2 separate regions of the Mus musculus genome follow, and region 1 is linked to region 2. The links are chromatin contacts, called in public promoter capture Hi-C maps. All regions are on one chromosome and are shown on one strand. The core of a region is the stretch at or near the end of the contact, and the rest is flanking DNA. Distances in the headings are between cores, read along the strand shown. Region 1 has its middle 13 kb from the start of Tob1. Region 2 holds the start of Nme2 (NME/NM23 nucleoside diphosphate kinase 2).

Region 1 (3,437 bases), core at 599-3,098, 240 kb after region 2:
TCCCACACTGCTGTGTGATCTCATGTCCCAAGACAAGGCTGTGCATTCTCATCACATCTCATCAAAGCTTTGCCACCAGCAAAGCTTTCCTTAATTATGTATTACTGAACCCAGAGCCTCACTGAGCTACCCGCTGCAGCTGTGGAGTCTTGCTAAGTTTCCCAGGGTGGCCTTGAACTTGTGATCCTCTTGCCTTAGCCTCTCAAGTAGATGAGATAAACAGGAGTGTATTACCACGGGCAGGCCGGTTTCATTTAGTTCTAAAAATATCCACTCCCTCCTCCACTTCCAGTGAGAGATAAGGTAAGTTTGTGTAGACCCAAAAGACAATTGTGTATGACAATCCTGAATTTCTGGTTCTTGGGTGGTGCAACCTCTTCAGTTTGAACTTAGTGGAGAGAGTAATAGTTACACCACAGACATTGGCGAATGCCACAAGCCAGGGCTTCCCCTTCCATTCTGACCCCATATAGTTGTCCAGCACGCTGCTGTGTCCTACAAAAAGCATGGTCACACAACTTGGAGGGCAGCTGACATCATGTTTGGTGGCACAGACCTGTGAGCCCAACACTCCAGAAGTGGAGACAGGAGGATGATGAGTTGGAAGCCAGCCTGAGATGCATCGTGAGACCCTACTTCCAAGTCAGGGAGACAACTAAACAACATCCGGGTTGTTTGATTCTTGAGTTGAGGGGACTGGATTTGTCAGCTATGTCCCTGCTAGTGAAGAGCCCTGGGCAAGATCCTATGATCAGAAGCTGGCAGAAGCAGGGATTTCCTGCAGGGATTTCCTGCTCCTCTGTCTTGACCCTAGTGCCTCATACTTTACAGCTCTTAACCTCTATGGACATGGTGGCAATAGCCATCCAATATGAACTCTGCCTCCTGTGTCTACACCCCTTCACAATGTAAAGTGGCACTGGCCTTATGGTTTTACTTTTTAAATTTATTTTTATGTGTATGGGAATTTTGCCTGCACATACATCTGTTACTTTATGCCTGCAGAACCTGCAGAGGACGGGAAAGGGTGTTGGATCCCTTGGTATTGGAGTTATAGACCGTTGTAAGCCATTGTGCAGGTGCTGAGAACCAAATCTGGGTCCTCCGAAGAGCAGCCAGTGCTCTTAACATCTCCCCACCCCTTTTGTGGCATTTTAAAACCCATAGAATATGGCAGAAAATATATTGAACACATCCTGAAGCTTAAACCTAAAATGGTCTTCTGGCTTCTACCATGGCCCTTTTACAACCTGAAAACCTTGTGCTGTCATGAAGCTCAGTCAGCTACTGGGGGTAGGGGGTGGGGGTGGGATGAGAAGCCTGTTAGAGTGATGGTCACCAGCACTAAGTGTCTCAGACCAATGAATGACATCATGTTGGACGCTCCAGCCTAAGAGGTGAGCCTAGGTGAGACCAGCAAAACTTCCCAAGTGGCCGATACACACAGTACCAGGGCTGGGCTGCTCATGATACACATGTTCTCTTAATAGCATTTCTATAAAGATAACAGACTCCAGTGGAATTGGACCACCTTGCCCTCTACTCTAAAAGTTCCCGTTTGCTCCCATTCCTCTCTCCAGATCGTCAGAGGGATAATACATGATCTATCCTCACCACCCAAGAGCCTAGCATGGAGCTTATAGCCAGGCCGCAAGGAATGGAGCTGGCTCAGAGTCCTAGATTCAGTCCCCAAGAGCAGGACATGAAGCACCCAGGGCTGATAGCAGTTTTGAAATTGTGAAAGACAGAAAACACAGGCAGCCGAGCCAGGAGGCAAGAGTCTGAGCCCAGACCTGCTGGCCTGGCCAGACAAGCACCAGCCTTCCACAGCCCTACCTTTGGCCTAGCTGTTCTCCGTGGTGCCGATAACCTCAAGGTGAGGTTGGACTGACTCTTGGTGCTACCTGTGGCTCCACCACTCAGCAGCCTCTGTTCTGGTGACTTATGGGACTGAGAGGCAGCACATCTGGGAGAGGACTTGTCTAGCATGCATGGGGCCCAGTGGTTAGCTCCACGGAAGCTAAGCTTGGTGGAGGAATTACACACCTGTCATCCTAGCACTGAGGAAGCAGCCCAAAGGAGTACCCTGAGTTCCAGGCTGGCTTAAGCTACATAGGGAGACTATATCTCAAAAAAGGAAATAACAGAAACAAGAGTGATGTCTTCCTCTTTTTATGACTCCCCAGTTCTGCTTTGGCCACCTGAAGCTAGAGCCAGGAACGGGGTTCACTGGGTCATCTTGACCCCTTTGGCTGGTGCTTGGAAATTATCCTTCTCCAGGAGGAAGGGGAGCATGGAAGAACGGGTGGAGATGGGTGAGGAATAGGGATAAGATTGCCTGACACTCCTGCCCAGATTTCCCCCTGACCTACAGATTAAAGTTCAGCATTTTTTCTTTGTATGCAGAGCCCTTCCCATTGGGCTCACCCATGGTCAGAGCCTTATCTCCACTTTCCCTGCTCTGCCCCGACAACCTTAGAGTTGGAGTTGATACCTGGTAGCTGACTTGTGATGAAGGCTCAGAGTCTGTCACGGCCCATTCACCTCCCCATCCATTAGCAATGCCCTCCCTGAAAAGCCTAGTTCTTCTCCAGCAGCAACTGCTGCTCCTAATTCAGTCATTTTGGTAATATAGTAGGACCACTCATTCATTCATTTGTTCATTCATTTGTTCATTCATTCATTCATTCATTCATTCATTTCTGTACTTATTCAGTGAGCATCTGCAAGAACCAGCAGTGTTTGGTTCCAAAGACTCCACAGATCAGATTTGTTTATTAAAAGACCCATCCTACGGGGAGGTGAGGGGTGTTGTGGCACACGCCTTTAATCCCAAGCACTCAGGAGGCAGAGGCAAGTGGATCTCTGAGTTCGAGGCCAGCCTGGTCTATAGAGTGAGTTCCAGGACAGCCAGGGCTACACAGAGAAACCCTGTCTTAAAAAACAAGACAAAACAAAATGAAAGACCACCACCCTTGCAGCTGTGGGATGCAGAATGGATTAGATTCGGGGGTAGACATGAGGTAGGGAGGCTAGGGGAAGGCTGGGCCTCCGAGTGGTTCAAGGAAAGGGAACATCTGGCCAGATCCACAGGTGAGAGGGCTAACAGATGGCCCACTGTAGGTTACAGATATGGGCAAAGAGAGCAAAGGGGGGGGGGATTCTGACTTGGTTTTTGAGCTTGAGGACTGTGTCTTTTCCATTAACAGGAGGCTGCTATCTTCTCACCCAGAAGGTAAATCAGACAGGAGGAGGTCTGTAGACAAGGCCTATTGGAGAGAGACCCATGGGGGGGGGGGGTATCTCAGAGAGGGAAGCTGGCAGGAGGGGGAACCTTGCAGAGGGTGGGTTTGCAGGGGATAGAAATATTGAATGAAGCCATCGTGGCCATCTGTTCATGGAATTCTTGAAACAAACAGAAACATTATTTCAAAATA
Region 2 (3,433 bases), core at 928-3,427:
GCCTCAAACTCAAGAAATTTGCCTGCCTCTGGCTCCGCTGAGATTAAAGGTGTAAGCCACTATGCCCTGCTTTTTCTTGTTTTTACTTTAATCGTGTGTATGGGTGTTTGGCCTACACACTGTGCATCCTGTGCATGTCTCCTGCTCCAAGGCCAAAAGAGGTGTCAGATCCCCTAAGACTGGAGTTTCAGTTCTGAGCTGTCCTGTGAGTAATGAATGGGAACTGAACCCATCCTCTGGAAGAGCAAAGTGCTTTTCACCACGGAGCCTTCTCTCCAGCCCCAAGAACAAAACTGATGGCCTTTGTTATATTTCAGTAGATATTTAAACTTTAAAAGTAACCTCGTTGCCGGACGTGGTGGCACAAGCCTTTAATCCCAGCACTTGGGAGACAGAGGCAGGTGGATTTCTGGTCTACAGAGTGAGTTCCAGGACAGCCAGAGAAACCCTGTCTCGAAAAACCAATAAATAAATAAATAAATAAATAAATAAAAAATTTTAAAAGGTAACCTTGTATTAAAAAAAAAAAAAAAAAAACTGGGTCAAAAAAGAAAGAAAGAAAGAAAGAAAGAAAGAAAGAAAGAAAGAAAGAAAGACAGACCTGGGTCTCATGGGATCCAGACCTGGCCTTAAACTCCAGGTATAGGCAAGGGTGACCCAGATTTTCTTTTTTTTTTTTTTTTTTTTTTTTCTTTTCAAGACCGGGTTTCTCTGTACAGTCCTGGCTGTCCTGGAACTCACCTTGTAGACCAGGTTGCCCTCGAACTCAGAAATCCGCCCGCCTCTGCCTCCCGAGTACTGGGATTAAAGGTGTGCGCCACCACCGCCAGGCTGACCCAGATTTTCTTATCTCCACCTTTATGTGCTGAGATTTGAGCATGTGCCACCACACCCTACTGTTTAGGAGGGGTTGACTCTAGACCTCATGAACTACACCTTCAGCTGGTGGCTACATACCATGTCAAATAGTTACTATCCTATGCCAAGGAGAGATGCAGCCTAGGTCATCTGGAAGTTTCGGCTCAAGCACAAAAGAATTGCAATTGTACAGGGCGGGTTTCAGGCTCTCTCCAATCCTTGCTATCCCACATGACAACACAAGCCGACTGGAGACCTTTTGCGAGACGGACAGGACCAGGACACACTGTGGGAGGGAAGCCAGGCCTGGGCACCGACACCAGTCACGTTACCTCCACTTAAACCTTCCCAAGGGCGTCTGTCCTCCCCGGCCTGGGAAAGGGCCAGCGAGCCACCAACGTCTGGTGAGAGGCGGAGGTCAAAAGGATTCTCGTGGGAGTGAAATCAGCCAGGAGGCCTAACTCCGACTCCAAAAGGCGACGCGGCCAAACTACTGGCGGGCGAACCAAACTCCCGCCACCCAGCAGCAGAGGGGTAGGGGGCGAAGGGCGTTGTTACCCGAAGGAACTTCATGGCCACCAGGCGGAACCCCTTCTGCTCGAACCGTTTGATGATCTCGCCCACCAGGCCGCGCTGCACGCCATCTGGCTTGATGGCAATGAAGGTACGCTCGAGGTTGGCCATGGTCCTGTGGAGGCAAGAAGTGTAGTCGATGAGGCCCGGCCGACCCAAGCCGGCCCAGGAAGCCACGTGGGTTCCTGCCACCGCCGCCGCTGCGGAGGACACGTGGCTTTCCAGATACTTCTGCCCCGCCCGGGAGGCCCAGAAAGAGGACTGCGGGAGCCTGTGGTGAGCTGATGTCGGGGCGGGGAGTGCATCTTAGCCTTACCGAAAGCCGGTGGGTCGGCTGGTGTCTGCGATGAGCGACAGAAGCAAAGAGAATAGAACGACCACCAGCCGGCGCGGAGAGAGGAGGGACGCGGGGCGGGACGAGAGACGCCACACCCCGGAGGACCCCGCTGCCCAACCCGGGACGCTCAGGCTGCCTGGTCTTGCCAGTCGTCTCTGTCCCCGCCCAAAGGCTCGCGGTGCACGCCCTCTCCTTGCAGGGCTGCGGAGGGCTGCGGGGCAGGAAGTGATTTGTTCTCCACCCAAGTCCGCCTGTTCTTTGCAGCTAAAGGCTTCAGCTTTGGAGACCAGGTCCTGAATTTATTCCAGGAGACATCTGCATTCAAGCTTCCCTGAGACATCCGCGCCCAGCTGGACTCTCCATGCTCTGGGATACCCCGAGTTTTTCCTATCTCCGAAATTCAGCCCTCTGTTCTTTCCTCTCTGCTTGAGCTTAGCCTTCCTCACCCAAAATGACAACTTCCCTAGGAGCCAAGTCTGTCTCCAGGCCCCTCCTCAGAAGGCCATCTGTTCCTGTCTCAGAATGACTTTCGAATTCCTAAGATAACCCATGCCTTTTGACACTAGGGCCAGCTCCCAGCTCTCTGTCTCCTCACCTACCTTTCCTCTAGAGGCTCTGATGCCACCCTGAGCCTGGGATTCCTGCCCACAGAGCACTACCTACCGAGTGTCAGGCTACCCACCTCAACCTGAGACACCCCTGGCAAGATTCTAGATTTTTGTATATAAGTTGACGGCCTGCCTAGACTTCAGAGGAAATTCAAGGCCAGCCTGGTGAATTTGGTACATGAGACTACCTCAAAATAAGAAGCAAAACCAGGTGTGAGAGATGACACTTGCCTATAGTGCTAGCTTTTGGGAGGTGGAGGCAGGAGGATCAGGAAAGGACAGCCACTGCTACACAGTTCAGAGTCAGCCTGGTCTGTCTCAAAATATACAAAATGGGGTGTTGGAGAGCTGGCTTTGTAGTTAAGAGCCTTCCAGGGGCCAGAGGTCAAGTCCCAGCAACCACACACTTCAGGTGGCTCACAACTATAACTCCAGTTCCATAGAATCCGGTGCCTCCCATCTCCAAGGACATGCCCTTACGTGCACATACCCACATGCAACACACACACCTACACATAATATGATAAAAACAAGTTTTTAAGGAATACATACAAAGAGAGGGGCTGGAGTGGGTAAAGTGGTACATCCTTGGCTACACTAGAATTAAAGACCAGCCTCGACTACATGAAGGTAGGGAGCACTGAATATTTAGCTCTGTGGTAGGTCCACTTGTGTAGCATGCACAAGGCCTTGGTCCAACCTCCAGTACTCCAGACTCTGTATTCTCAGAAGCCAGGCCTGTCAACTTGCAGTCTTTACCTCCTGTCTTCTTGGCAAGCCACCAGTACCCTAAAGGTGCCCTCAGTGCCCACATCTGCTTCATTTCCATATCCAGACCACACCCAAAAAAGTTGCAGTATGTTGTGTGAACCAGCTGCTGCTTCTCCCAGCAGGCTTGGAGCCTGAGCTGGGGCCCTGAACATCCCAGTAAATAGGTTTAGGGCATTGCCCAAGGCACTGAGCCTAACTAGCGCAGATGAGTCAAAATGCCTGAAACCTCCTTCTCCAGCTCCATTGCATCAGCCCTGGCTAAAGACCTGCTTGGACAGAACAGCCC

Evidence for each region. Promoter capture Hi-C pulls out the DNA fragments that hold promoters and counts their contacts.
Region 1: a promoter capture Hi-C map of liver shows a contact between it and region 2. The contact joins the enhancer-like site here to the promoter of Nme2 in region 2. A contact is called at or near these places in 8 of 39 promoter capture datasets (the 3T3-L1 cell line, the C10 cell line, cranial neural crest and 5 more), 3 of 484 Hi-C or Micro-C datasets (CD4 T cells, bone marrow and rod photoreceptor), 1 of 115 datasets of contacts at active chromatin or transcription factors (pancreatic cancer cells) and 3 of 9 other capture datasets (adipose tissue, liver and pancreatic islet).

Annotation. Positions count from the first base shown.
Region 1 is chr11:94,196,818-94,200,254 of GRCm38.p6, forward strand. No RefSeq gene overlaps it. Among named protein-coding and RNA genes, the nearest start is that of Tob1, 13 kb to the right of the region's middle. Within about 2 kb of position 1,849, at least 12 of the 459 cell types and tissues checked have an H3K27ac peak or open chromatin away from gene starts, as enhancers often do. A contact at or near this core is called in adipose tissue and liver, where this site is marked.
Region 2 is chr11:93,954,079-93,957,511 of GRCm38.p6, forward strand. Nme2 (NME/NM23 nucleoside diphosphate kinase 2) reads right to left here and starts at 2,178. Exons shown (of 5, transcript NM_008705.5): 1 at 1,748-2,178; 2 at 1,417-1,546. The coding sequence starts at 1,542.